Linked DNA regions of Mus musculus: region 2 is linked to region 1. The links are chromatin contacts, called in public HiChIP or PLAC-seq maps. All regions are on one chromosome and are shown on one strand. Each heading gives the region's core, a stretch centred on a gene start, on an enhancer-like site or on the middle of the called end of the contact. The rest is flanking DNA. Distances are from core to core; before and after follow the strand shown. Region 1 has its middle 29 kb from the start of Rfx8. Region 2 overlaps Map4k4 (mitogen-activated protein kinase kinase kinase kinase 4).

Region 1 (6,103 bases), core at 1,558-4,057:
TGAGTTCTAGGCCAACCAGGGTAACATTAGAGTCTTCTCAAAAGACAAAAACAAATAACACACATGAACATGCACACACACACACATACATGCACACACACACACAAATACATGAGGCTATTCAAGGCATTTCTCATTCAAACTACTTGTGCACATGTGTTTTCTATTGATATTAACTTTTTAGCACTGGGATTTTTAAAAATACTTTTATTAATTGATTCTTTTTTGTTTATTTGTTTTTTGAGACAGGGTTTCTTTGTGTATTTCTGTCTGTTCTGGAACTCACTCTGTAGACCAGGCTAGCCTCGAACTCAAAGATCTGCTTGCCTCTGCCTCCCATGTCCTGGGATTAAAGACATACACCATCACACCCAGCATTAATTTACTCTCAAAACAACAACAAGGGCTAGAGAGAGACATACTCCTCTTATAGAGATCCAGAGCTCGACTCCCAGCACCCACACTGGGGAGCTCACAACTGTAGCTCCAGCTCCAGGGAATCCTACATCCTTTTCTAGATTCTGAGCACCTTCGCGCATATTTGTGCATATTTCCCAACACATATACACATAATTTAAAAATAAAAATTTAAAACAATAGATCTATGACTTAGGAAATACATGACTATGAAAAACCCAAGGTGTGTCAGGAAAATGTTAACAGGGGTTGAGGCTTTAGCTCAGTTGGTAGAGCACACAAAGCTCTGGGTTTGAGCCTCAGCATTGCAAAACAGCCATGATGGCATAGTCCTTTAATCCGAGCATTCGGAGAGTAGAGAAAGGAAGATCTGAAGTCTGAGGACTTTCTCAGCTGCATAGCTGGTTCACAGATACCTTGGGACACGTGACCCTATCTACAAGGGAAAAGAAAAACATAGTCAAGTTGTTTTACACTCTCCACATCTGTTAGTGTCAGTCTTACCAGAAGGCAGCTGGACCCCTCATATCTGGTTTTGTACCTAGCCTGGGGTAGGGATATCATGTATTATATGGCTCCTAGCGTTTGTCACTGGATGGAGAGATGAGGTGAAAGGCAGGCAGGGCTCCATGATACTATAAGAATACCTTGGCAGCACGCCCTGTGGGGCCATACCCCCGGAGGGTCTCAGACACAGAACCCCAGCACCCTTCTTGAAACCCACTGGCTGGCACACTGGCACTCAAAGGGCTTCAGCGCTCTTCTCGGATTCCCTCATGGACATCCCGAGACTCTCCTGGGAGTTTCATTTAACACCAGACTTCTGCCAGAATCAGTAGCAGCCAATGTGCAGATGCTTCCTGGGTCCTCACATCCTCCATGGAGGAGGTGGGGGGCGGGGCGTTCAGGGGCGGAGCCCACATGCAGATCTCCTGAGATTTCATCTGGGGGGGTCTTCCGAGAGCCAGCCCCAGAATTCCCCATTCCCTTTGGTTTCTGTGTCCCCTCATTCTTCCTGGGTCTAATCTAGGCACTGGACAGAAAAGGCATTCTGACTTCACGGGAGGAAAGAGCACGCACCCAGTAGAAAAGAGGAAAAAAATGTCAAATTTTCTTTCGGGAGAAAAAGCTGAAAAGCAGTGAGGTCTATTTGCTGCCATCAGGCTAAGCCCTAAGCAGGTTAATCCTAGCAAAACGCTGCCTTCTCTAAACCTTCCTGCTGGGGGCCCGCATGGCATCTCGTGGGCTTTCATCAGTTCCTGTCCAGAGAAGCCTCATTGTGCTTACCTGGTGAGCCCAGTAGGGCTGTCTGTCATATGGTACCTGGGATCTCTTGTGGACATTGCATCAGAACTGGGGGGAAAAAGAGTAAAAGAAAAAACCCGAAAAAGAGTGAATAAATAAAATTGAAAGTCAAACACGGTTTCTCTACTGTTCTTATGATGATAACTCCCTGCCCCCCCCCCCCCAAAATCAGGGTCCCATTTTCAGCTCACTGAGCTGAAGACCCAGGTCTTATCACTGTCCCACACAGTGCCCAGTGGCTCATCAGTAATTAAGGAATATGTCTTGCACAATGATGAACAAATAAGGTCTCAGCTCCACATTGTCTTGCCCCATCAGTGGCAGCTTCATGTTTCCCTTGGCTGCTATTATCATTTAAACGTCCCCCACGAAAGTTCCTATATTGGAAAATTTAAACCCCAAAGTCATGTTACTGTTACTTGAGGTGAGTTTGGAGGGAATTAAGAAGTAGATATGATACCCCATGATGACACTTATGTCTGAGGGTGCCCCTCCAGAGACCCTCTGCTGGTCCATGCTCTTAGACCTCCCTGTCTCTAGAACTGCAAGTCAATCAAATGTCTACTCTGTATTAATTGCCCATCTCCACCATTTTGTTATAGCAGCAGGGAATAGATGAAAACAGATGCCCACTAAGACAGTAACACAAATTCCCAATCTCTGTGTTCAACAATGGGCTGCTGTGCTCAACAGTGGGCTGCTGGCTTAGAACTCAGAGATGAATTCTTTGCAGCCTGGTACCATCCCTTTGATCTCTGAAGCTGATTGTCTGACAGTCAGTCCATTCCTACAAGTGGGATAACAGTCAGTACTTAAGGGAAAATGATACAGAAAGATCCTGCATTGTAATATAGCAAACATTTGAGAAGCACAGAGGATTGGTTTAGGAAAGATCAGTAGCCCTAAGCAAGAGAACATTCCAGCTCCTTTATGTTTTCCACGACCCTTTCCCTTCTTGCACATGTCAGAAACCCAAGGTTTAATCAAGCAGCATCCGGGGCCCAGCCACAATGGACAGGAAATGGTGTCTCTCAGTCTGCAGTTGGGGGAGGGGGGACATTGCAGCTTTGTCAGTCTTTGATTGCTTTTCTGCAGCTGTCCCTCTAGGGAGAGCCAGCAGAGGCTGGCTCCAAGCTGTATACAGCCTCCCTCTCAGTAGGCCAAGCAGAGGAGGCGCCACAAGGGAGGACTCCCAAACCTTTCCCCTTTGCCTTCACAACTGCCATTTACTCTCCCAGTGAAACAAAGGCCACAAAATCAAAAGCCATCTTTTGGAGTCCCAATAAGTTGAAAGATGTTAGTTTTGACTCCCCTCTGCAAAGGTGTCACCTTTGCAGAAGGTGCCAGCTGAGTTAACCAGACAGTGTTTTCTCCCTCTGTGAGGCAGTAAACATCCAGATTCCGGAAGTGAGCTCTGCTCTCCCCTCTTTCCCACAAGCAAAATAGCAGATATCATCCACCTAATGGATGAATGGAGACTGTTGGCATTAAACAGCCAAGTGTCAGTCCCCTCCCTTCTTTATGGGTCTAAATGGACAAGAACAACCTTGGTCTTTATCTCATTTTGTTGACCTAAGAGAGCTATTAAGAGCTATAAATATCAAGGGAGATCAGAGGTACATTTATGTTTGCTTCTCTAGTTGGCAGCATGGCCCTGAAAGAACAGGACCAAAAAATGAGGCAGACTCAAGTCTCATGCAATTGCCACCTTTATTCAAGCAACTTATACTCTGAGGGTTAAGCAGTCCATTCTCAAGGACAAACTGCACGAGGCAAGACCAGGTTTTCCCTTAGATGTAAAGAGATAACACTAACCAGCTGTAATAAATAATCTGAAGTAGATCACTTCTCTCCAATACACCTGGGAGGGGTGTGAAACACATTCAAGGAACAATTCCGTGTTTTGAAGAAAATGAGGTGACAAGACTCCTGTCTGGTTTTCTTGGCGTTTTCTCACAAGTACTAGTTGTGATGTTATGTGCAACAGTGTTTCTTCAGCCACAAAGAATGCAACAATGTTACTGTCAGGAAAGCAGGTGCAACAGGAGGTCATTCATTATCGGTGAGCCCAGGGCTCAGCCATCCTCAGAGGAGCTCCTGCAGCGGATGGTAATTAATAGACCCATAACCCAACAGTGTGCAGAGACTGAGAGACATGGAACATACAGTCCTAGATGGAATGTCTCCATCAAACCCTCCCCTCGGGGCTCAGGGATCTCTTCAGCTGAGGAAGTGCGAGGACTGTGAGAACCAGAAGAGATGGATAACTCCAAGGAAACTGTCCTTCAGACATAATGGGATGGATGTACACATAAACTCACAGAGACTGCAGGCTCTGCAGAGGTTCTAACTGAACAGGGTCCCAGCGCTGAGAGGGGAAGAGGACACTGGCTCCCACCCCTAACCAAGAAGCGATCTACAATTAATAGCCCTGGTAGAGTGAACGTTGTCACAATGGAGCTTCACTGGGCTATAGCAAGCACATTCCAGGTAAACCCCATACCCAGGAGTAGTTGGCCAATGCAAAACAAACTCAATGGTGTTTTCGTCTCATATTGCTTTGTTTGGGCATCATTTGTGTTGTTGGTCTCTTGCTTAAGCATTCTAGTTTTTGATTTTGATGTTTTGTGTGTGTGTTTCTTGTTTTTTGTTTTGGTTTTCTTTTGTTTTTGCTTTTGTTTGTCTGGTTTTAGTATTGTTTTTGTGTGTGTTCTTTTTAAAAGGGAACATTGTTTGGTGAGTGGAAAGGTAGAGAGAACCTGGAGGAGTTGGGGGAGGTGAAAGCATGGTCAAAATATATCGAATAAAAATGTTTGTATTAAAAATAAACAAGGGCTGGTGAGATGGCTCAGTGGTTAAGAGCGCCGACTGCTCTTCCAAAGGTCCCGAGTTCAAATCCCAGCAACCACATGGTGGCTCACAACCATCCGTAATGAAATCTGATGCCCTCTTCTGGAGTATCTGAAGACAGCTACAGTGTACTTACATTAAATAAATAAATATTAAAAAAATAAAATAAAATAAACAAGGCTGGGCAGTGGTGGCACATGCCTTTGATCCCAGCACTCAAGAGACAGAGGCAGGTGGATCTCTGTGAGTTCATGGCCAGCCTGGTTTAATAGAGTGAAAGGACAGCCTGAACTACACAGAGAAACCTTGTCTCAAAAACCAACCAACCAATCAAATAAAAGTAAAAAAAAAAAATTTTTTTTAAAGAGTTTACCCAGATCAATAAATACCAAGCAGCCATCATAAACCCAAACACAGAAAAACATTCCTTTGAAAATTATGGTCGGAGTCAGAGAAATGGTTCATTCTGTGAGAGTTGTTGGGGCCAAGCCTCATGAACTGAGTTTGATCCTCAGGACCTACATGGTGGAAGAGAACCAACTCCCTCAAGTTGCACTGTGACCTTCAGGTGTGCGGTTGGCTGTGCCTGCGGGAGCACACACATGCACACTAAATGAAGAAAAATGTAATAAAATAAAAGTGTGTTTGTTTTTGTTTTTAGACGGAAGATGAGAGGGTTTGGCGAGGCTGCTGTGTTGCTCTCACAGAGGGTCTATGTGTGATACCAGCATCCATGTTGGGTGGTCCCCAGCCACCTGTGACGTCAGCTCCAGCAATCTGCTGCTGATTTACGAGGGAAACTGCACTTACACGCACAGACAATTAAAAATCAAATAACATCTTTTTTTTTTTTAAGGGAGGAAGGGAGGGAGGGACAAAGACAAGGAGAAGACAGGGAGGGAGGGAGGGAGGGAGAAAGGGAGGGAGGGAGGGAGGGAGGGAGGGGGGCAGGGAGAGAGGGAGGGGGAAGAGAGGGAGGGAGGGAGGGAGGGAGGGAGGGAGGGAGGGAGGGAGGGAGGGAGGGAAAGTATCATAGTCAAAGGACCAAATGGCATTCACCAGAAGTGGAGAAAGCCTGGAAGAGAAACGCCATGTCTGTTGTTTGTCTAAAACACAGGAAACAAAGCAGGACCGATGTCCAGGCTAACTCCAGCTTTTCTGCCCTGACATCATGGTGAATGAAACTGGAATCAGCAGGATTTCAGGCTGGAAGCTGCATCTGAACACCTGTTGTTTGAGAAGCCTCTAGAATTTTCCAGTGGCTCTTAGAAAATGCAAAGGCAATAGTGACAAGAGAGTTTACCTCTTTGGTCTTTCTGAATTTCAAGACCACAAACTCACACCCCACACGTTTATCCGCTAGCTTAACCTTTCCTTTTATGGTTCGTGTTTGTCACTCGAGTTTTTCTTGGCTCTGAGCTCAGGCTTCTTTGAGCCCTTGTTATCATCCCACGCTGAGGCGACCCAGATAACTCTTGGTCACCACAGCTGCCGCCTGTGGTTGTGAAGGGGCTCCTGGAAAACAGCTGGG
Region 2 (6,072 bases), core at 315-2,814, 230 kb before region 1:
CCTTCAGCCATCTCGATGGCTGTGATGCCACAGGACCAGAGGTCACTCTGCAAAAACAAAAGAGAATGTTCCAGATGCCTAGTTGTATTTCTGGACAGTCATACAAATGGAATAAAAGCATCCTTCAGGTAAAAAACAAAAACAAAAACAAAACAAATCTTGCTAGGACATTATTATCTCTCCAGCCCTAGGGATTAGATCGCTTTTATTTACTTAAGCATGATATTATTCTGATAATGGTGAAAAGTGTTTCAATTTTTATGTATGTATTAAGGAGTAGAAAAATGAGTCTGTAATACATATTTAAATAATTCAAATTAAAAGAAAATCTTGGTGTAGCAATGATTTAAATTAATTCTCACTAATGGATATTGACAACAAATACTGAAATACACCAGGAACAGTTAAACTATGAACTCAATTTTAACACTACTAACAGGTACAACAATCACTAAAGCAGAAGTTTTGTTTTTATTGACAAATAAAACAGTAGTACAGTCAAGCTGAATCAGATAATGAAATATGAGTTTTATGCCTGGATAAAAAGGTGCACTATGGTTTCAAGTCCCTAGAGGTCACTCTATAATCACTTCAATTTATTTGTTTAAGAGAAGTTACAGTTTACACAAAAATGCCCGGCAAGGGGGTGGGTGTTCTTACTCTGTAGTCGTAAGTGGCGTCTGGGTTCTCATCACAGGCGATGACCTCTGGAGCCATCCAGTAGGGTGTGCCTATGAACGTATTTCTCCGTCCAACCGTCCTGTCCAGCTGAGCGCTTACACCAAAATCAACTACGGAACAAAAAGCAAGAAGAAGTGAAGCGCAATGAACAAAGAAGAAGAAAGTCTATGAGGAACCGCCACAGGCAGCTTGGTTCTGTCAGCTGCAAGCCATTCTGGGAGGCAGCACTGGGAAGGACTGCACCCTTCCCCCTCCACTCTCAGAACAGAAATGTTAAAACTGCATTGCAAGAGCCTGGGTCAGTCCAGAAGAGCCAGGAGGCCAGCCTGGCCTGCTGAGGGATGGGCAGAGGGATTACTGCAGGGCTGGGCGGCTAACACACAGCACTGTACTAAATAAAGAGACTCACAAATGCAGAGTGGGCAGTGAGACCATTCAGTAGATGAAGAGACTTAGAGGAACCCACTGTACAACTGAGGATGTGAGGTCAGTCCATAGAGCGTACATGAAGATGGATCAGACTTCACAGTTGTTCCCTGACATTACGTGTTCTGGCACTTGCAGCCACACACACACACACACACACACACACACACACACACACACACGTGTAGACAGACAGACAGACAGACAGACAGACAGACAGACACACACACACACACACGTACGTGTAGACAGACAGACAGACAGACAGACACACATGGCCTCAGGATGTGAGTTGCCCTTTCAGAGTGACTTCTACTTTCCATGAATTGAATGATGATGTTGGCTAGAAGAAAGCCATGGATGGAGGGAGGCAGGGTCAGCAGAAAGCACACACTGGGTGTACGAACATCAGCACATGCCACCATCATCACAGCCCACAAGCCACATGAGCCCAGCAGAAGGGCACGAAGCTCACACTAATGGTCTACAAAACACTAGACAATAGGCAGGGGTCACACACTCCACTTCTGTGTCCAGAACAAGTTCAGGAAACAGTTGGCTTCCTTGTTGATTGTTCCTCAACACACAGAGGACAAATCCAGGACCAAAAGCCTGATTGAGCTTTCCAGCACCTCGGCCAGGAAAGACTGAGGGTATAATTCTCGTGGCATGAGGTCAGGGCATGGAAACACCAGAGCAAGGACAACATGAGTGTCCCAGCTTAGCCCCAAGAGACTTTCCACATGGGCAGAGCACTGCAGATAACCAGGCAGCAGAGGCACTGCAGAAGGGTGCAGTGAGTTGGGCATTAAGGAGCAGCCTTCTATGGCTCAGACTTTTGGAAGAAAAGAAGAGCAGCAGACTGCTGGGTGTCCGAAGGGAAAACAACATGACCCTTTAACAGAAAAAGTTAATGCTGGTTGTATTTAAAATGTAAGAGCATAAAAATAAAATGGGGTCAAGTTCAGGTGTAGCTCAGGGAGACAGAGAACATGTCTGAGTCATTAGAAAGCTGGCAATGCCGCCCATGAGGCACCCGCTGAATACCCACACCAACACTGAAGACAATGTCCAGGCACCACATGAAAATACACCAGGGACCAAAGCAATCCCGGCTGCTGTGCTCCCAGAATATTCTAGTAAAGGGGACTATTTTCTTCTATTTGAAAAGTGCCATATGATATCAATAGAATTATAATTTTTATAATTATCAACAGCACTATAGGAGGAAAGCACAGGTCCAAGGCAGATCAGAAGGCCAGAGAGACCCCTAAAGATAGGAAAAACTGTACCAGTGACAATGAGGACATCGATTCCCAATTGAGAACAGGATATGCAAAGGTCCTGGGGCAAGGTCCGAGAAGTAATGAAAAACAACGTTGTGCCAGCAGTGAGTGCACATGAAAGCAGCTCTGCTAACTTTTTATGACTTTATTCTTTATTCTATTACTAAAAATAACCATATAATTTCCATATTGTAACATGGGGCATAGGGTAGAAGTGAAGAGCTGAGATGATGGGGCAGGAAAGTAGTAGCGGTCAGACCCCACACTTCTTATAAGGCAAGGCAGGAAGTCTGAACCTTCTTGAAATAGAACAGTAAGTCACTGAGGGTGCCTGTCTCTTTCTGTGTACTTGTCTCTGTGTCTGTGTGCCTGTCTCTCTATCTTTCTATCTGTCTCTCTGTGTACCCATCTCTCTGCACCCCCCTACACACTCCTCCCTATCTCTCTTGTTCTCCCCTCTCTCACTCATCCCCCTTCTAACGTCATACCCCAGGCTGGCTTCAAACTCACAATGTTTTTCCTTCATCCTTCCATCCTGTACTGCACTATGCCAGGCACCACTGTGCTTACATAACGAAGTCTGACTTTTAACTTAGTGTAGGGCAGAAAAGGCACCTCAGTCATGAGTTCCTGAGTTTGGGCCTCATCAACCACACCCCACCCTCCCACCCCAAGTTCAAACAAAAACTTTTCAAACTCTGTTTGGCTGCTATATCTAGGCAGAGTAGACTACCGAAGCATGAAGCGGAGGCTGGGGCTGGCTAAACAGTAAGCCAGTCCTCTCATCCTTCAGGGGAGAAGAAACAGCAAAGTTACCAAAGGGGCACAGCAAGCCACCCGCTGGCACCAGGACGGTGCATCAGGCACACACCGGCCGGCCACCTACCAAGTTTCACCTCAGCATTCTCGGTCAGCAGCACATTTTGGCCCTTGATATCTCGGTGAATAACGTGGTGAATATGGAGATGTGCCAATCCCTGAAAAGAAAAGCAGATTTGAGTCTCAGTTCTCTGTCCCTGTAAATAGACAGCCAGGAGCACCCTTTTATAATAAGGTGCACACGTGGGCCAAGTTTTTGTAAATCCGCATTTAGAACATAAAATTTACCCTTGGCACATTCCCAGAAGACACCGCCAGCCTTGCCACACATACAGAGAGCAGTGAGCTGGACTTTCTTTCCCTCTGGGATGATCACAACCACTTTAAGCTGTGCCTATGACACAGCTTTAGATTGCCATCTGAGGTTTTTCTGCTATAATTTGTGCTATTTGTGTTCAGGACGGCTCCTTTCCCACACCAAAAGTCTATCTTACAGTGGGTGACTGAATTTATTTGAGCTAGACTCGTCCCAGGGGAACAGCAAAGAATTAGAGGGGGCCTTAAAATCCAGCTCTTAAAATGCAGGCTTGTCTTCCCACTACAGAGGAACAAACTGTCACGTGCTGATATATCTCACTCCTGTTCAAGTGTAAAATAATTCTGTCACCAGAACAGCCTCATGTAGGAATAAAGTCTTTCTTCCCTAGGCAAACAAGCACTCTTGGCACACACACTTTGGAAGCCCTGTATCCAGAATGAGTCCAGTCGCATCTCTCAGGAAGGAGGTTGTAGGAAAACACACGCATCCACCTGTGATGTAAACGCAGCGAGGCAGCAGCCACACAACTCATTCACGAGACGCTGCACTCCACAGCGCGGCTTCTTAAGACATAGCAAGCCATTGATTCTGAAGTGCCTCCCTCGGCACTGAAAGAAAGGGTGGGTTACTTGTCAGGGGTTTGATTTTCCTATTAAAAATAAATAAGGGCTGGGGGCTGCAGTGGTGGAGGCAGCTAGAGTCTTTACCGTGTAGCCCAGCCCAGCTTTAAACTTGAAAGCCTCCTGTCTCGGGTGCCAGAGCTCCGGGCGCACAGGCCCATGTTCTCAGGCCCAACATCTACGATTAACGGCAACAGCCCTAGATCACTTTTTCTTCCAGCACAGTGGGTTCTAAATTCACTTACGAATCTGCCAGTGAAACAGAAGTTAGGTTATGTGGTACCTATCTATTCTTCATCATGGGTGCCGAGCCCATGCACATGGCGCACCGTGGTGCTCAGACTAGGAAGCGCCTCTCCTCGGCATGCGTAGCATCAAACGCTGAAAGAGCCAACTGCAGCCGCTTGGTCTTACAGAATCTCTACTTCTACCTCTTCAGTTCACTTCTGTCTTCTAACTCGCATGAACTTCCTCTTTACCCTCTGGCATCTTCCAACAACACAAGCAGCCCTGTCTTCTCAGACAGTTTTGGCTTAAATACAATCTGCACCTTCCAGCAGTAAGTGTGTGAAGTCCTCCCCATTTCTCAGTCCATATTCTGTAAGGACTGCTGCTTCTACTCAGGGAACAGTTCATAACACAGCTACCTTGAAGACCAGGCAAGAGAGCAAAAACAAATACATTTCCCTTATGTGCAGCAAGTTCTTTGGGACCCAACCCTGAACTAAGGCCATGATTACCCCTCCTGGGTACAGACCCGCGTCCACGCCAACTCAGGAAACAGCCTGTGCTAAATCAACTGGAAACAGTTGTCTTCTACGCTTAGCTTCCTTGACTACACGTGACAAAGAGCTGTCAAACTCTGCTCAACCCCGGTGATGTGAAGTCCCACGTTCTCATCTTCAGTACGAAACAGTGCTTTCTATCACAAGGAGAAAACTGGCTTAGCACGTGTTTGAGGAAATAGGCAAGACGGCCAGAACGGCTCTGCCAGTGAGTCCTGTGCCCCTCACTGTTCAGCAGGCTAGCCCAAAACTTGAGGCAGTGGTAGGCTGTATACTCAGGACCCTTGCCTGGAGGGAGGAGAGGGAACTTTTCCATATGGAAACCAGGCACCTCCAGCAATGTCTGAGGACTCACTGGGCTCACTTGTTTTCTCTATCACACCAACTCCTAAAACAAACACCAGCACATAACTGGGTGTTTCTTGGTTTTGGACTAAAACTCTATCATAGAAAGTTGTTACTGTAGACAGCTCATGGGTTGAGAAGGTTCTTATTAAAGATGCTCACTAAGGAGGAAGCAATCTGTAGCATTTCAAAGAGTGCCATGTGCCACCACGCTGACTAGAGCTACGAGCAACTTAGACTTCTCGCCAATGTTCCTGAAGTCAAGGGTGACATTACACTGACAGGTAACCTGCTCTCCCCCGGGTTAGAAACAGGCAATCATCTTTGATATCTGAGATACATCCTATGTCTAGAAAATGATGCTAAAAACACGGATTTCTTGTATCTACCTAGAGTGGTGCTCTATCCTTGAAATTTTGCAGCACACAAGAAGCCAAAGCAGATGCCCACAAATCTAAAGCTACTGCCTACAAAAAGGTGTGTGTACTTTTGAACAGAGAACAGCTATCAGCCAAGCTCCTCACACCCATGCCTAGCCAGCTCTAGGATGCAGCCTGTCCTTGCTGCTGAACCCGGCCTGAGGGTTCATTACTGAGCCCTAGGACAGCAGCCTCTCCCTTTTAGGCTCAACTCTCCTGAGAGCCATAAAAGGCAGGCACCTGATACTCAGTGAGGACAAGTGTAAGGCATTATGGATTCTCCTAACATCACACTCCCACCTTTCTTGAAAGCTCCAGAAAATATATAAGCAGAGAGACATTGAAACATTTCTCTGGGAATTCTACTCGACA

What was found. HiChIP or PLAC-seq counts read pairs in DNA pulled down with a chosen protein or histone mark.
Region 2: an H3K27ac HiChIP or PLAC-seq map of stem cell-derived neural progenitor cells shows a contact between it and region 1. The contact joins two enhancer-like sites. A contact is called at or near these places in 1 of 15 datasets of contacts at CTCF or cohesin (large pre-B cells), 35 of 484 Hi-C or Micro-C datasets (the AML12 cell line, B cells, CD4 T cells and 28 more), 7 of 115 datasets of contacts at active chromatin or transcription factors (the HPC-7 cell line, acute myeloid leukemia, bone marrow-derived dendritic cells and 4 more) and 3 of 9 other capture datasets (adipose tissue, embryonic stem cells and liver).

The regions. Positions count from the first base shown.
Region 1 is chr1:39,746,560-39,752,662 of GRCm38.p6, reverse strand. No RefSeq gene overlaps it. Among named protein-coding and RNA genes, the nearest start is that of Rfx8, 29 kb to the right of the region's middle. Within about 2 kb of position 2,807, at least 73 of the 459 cell types and tissues checked have an H3K27ac peak or open chromatin away from gene starts, as enhancers often do. A contact at or near this core is called in neural progenitor cells and stem cell-derived neural progenitor cells, where this site is marked.
Region 2 is chr1:39,977,858-39,983,929 of GRCm38.p6, reverse strand. It overlaps Map4k4 (mitogen-activated protein kinase kinase kinase kinase 4), which reads right to left. Exons shown (of 32, transcript NM_001252200.1): 6 at 3,280-3,370; 7 at 661-791; 8 at 1-47. Among named protein-coding and RNA genes, the nearest start is that of Map4k4, 80 kb to the right of the region's middle. Within about 2 kb of position 1,564, at least 20 of the 459 cell types and tissues checked have an H3K27ac peak or open chromatin away from gene starts, as enhancers often do. A contact at or near this core is called in neural progenitor cells and stem cell-derived neural progenitor cells, where this site is marked.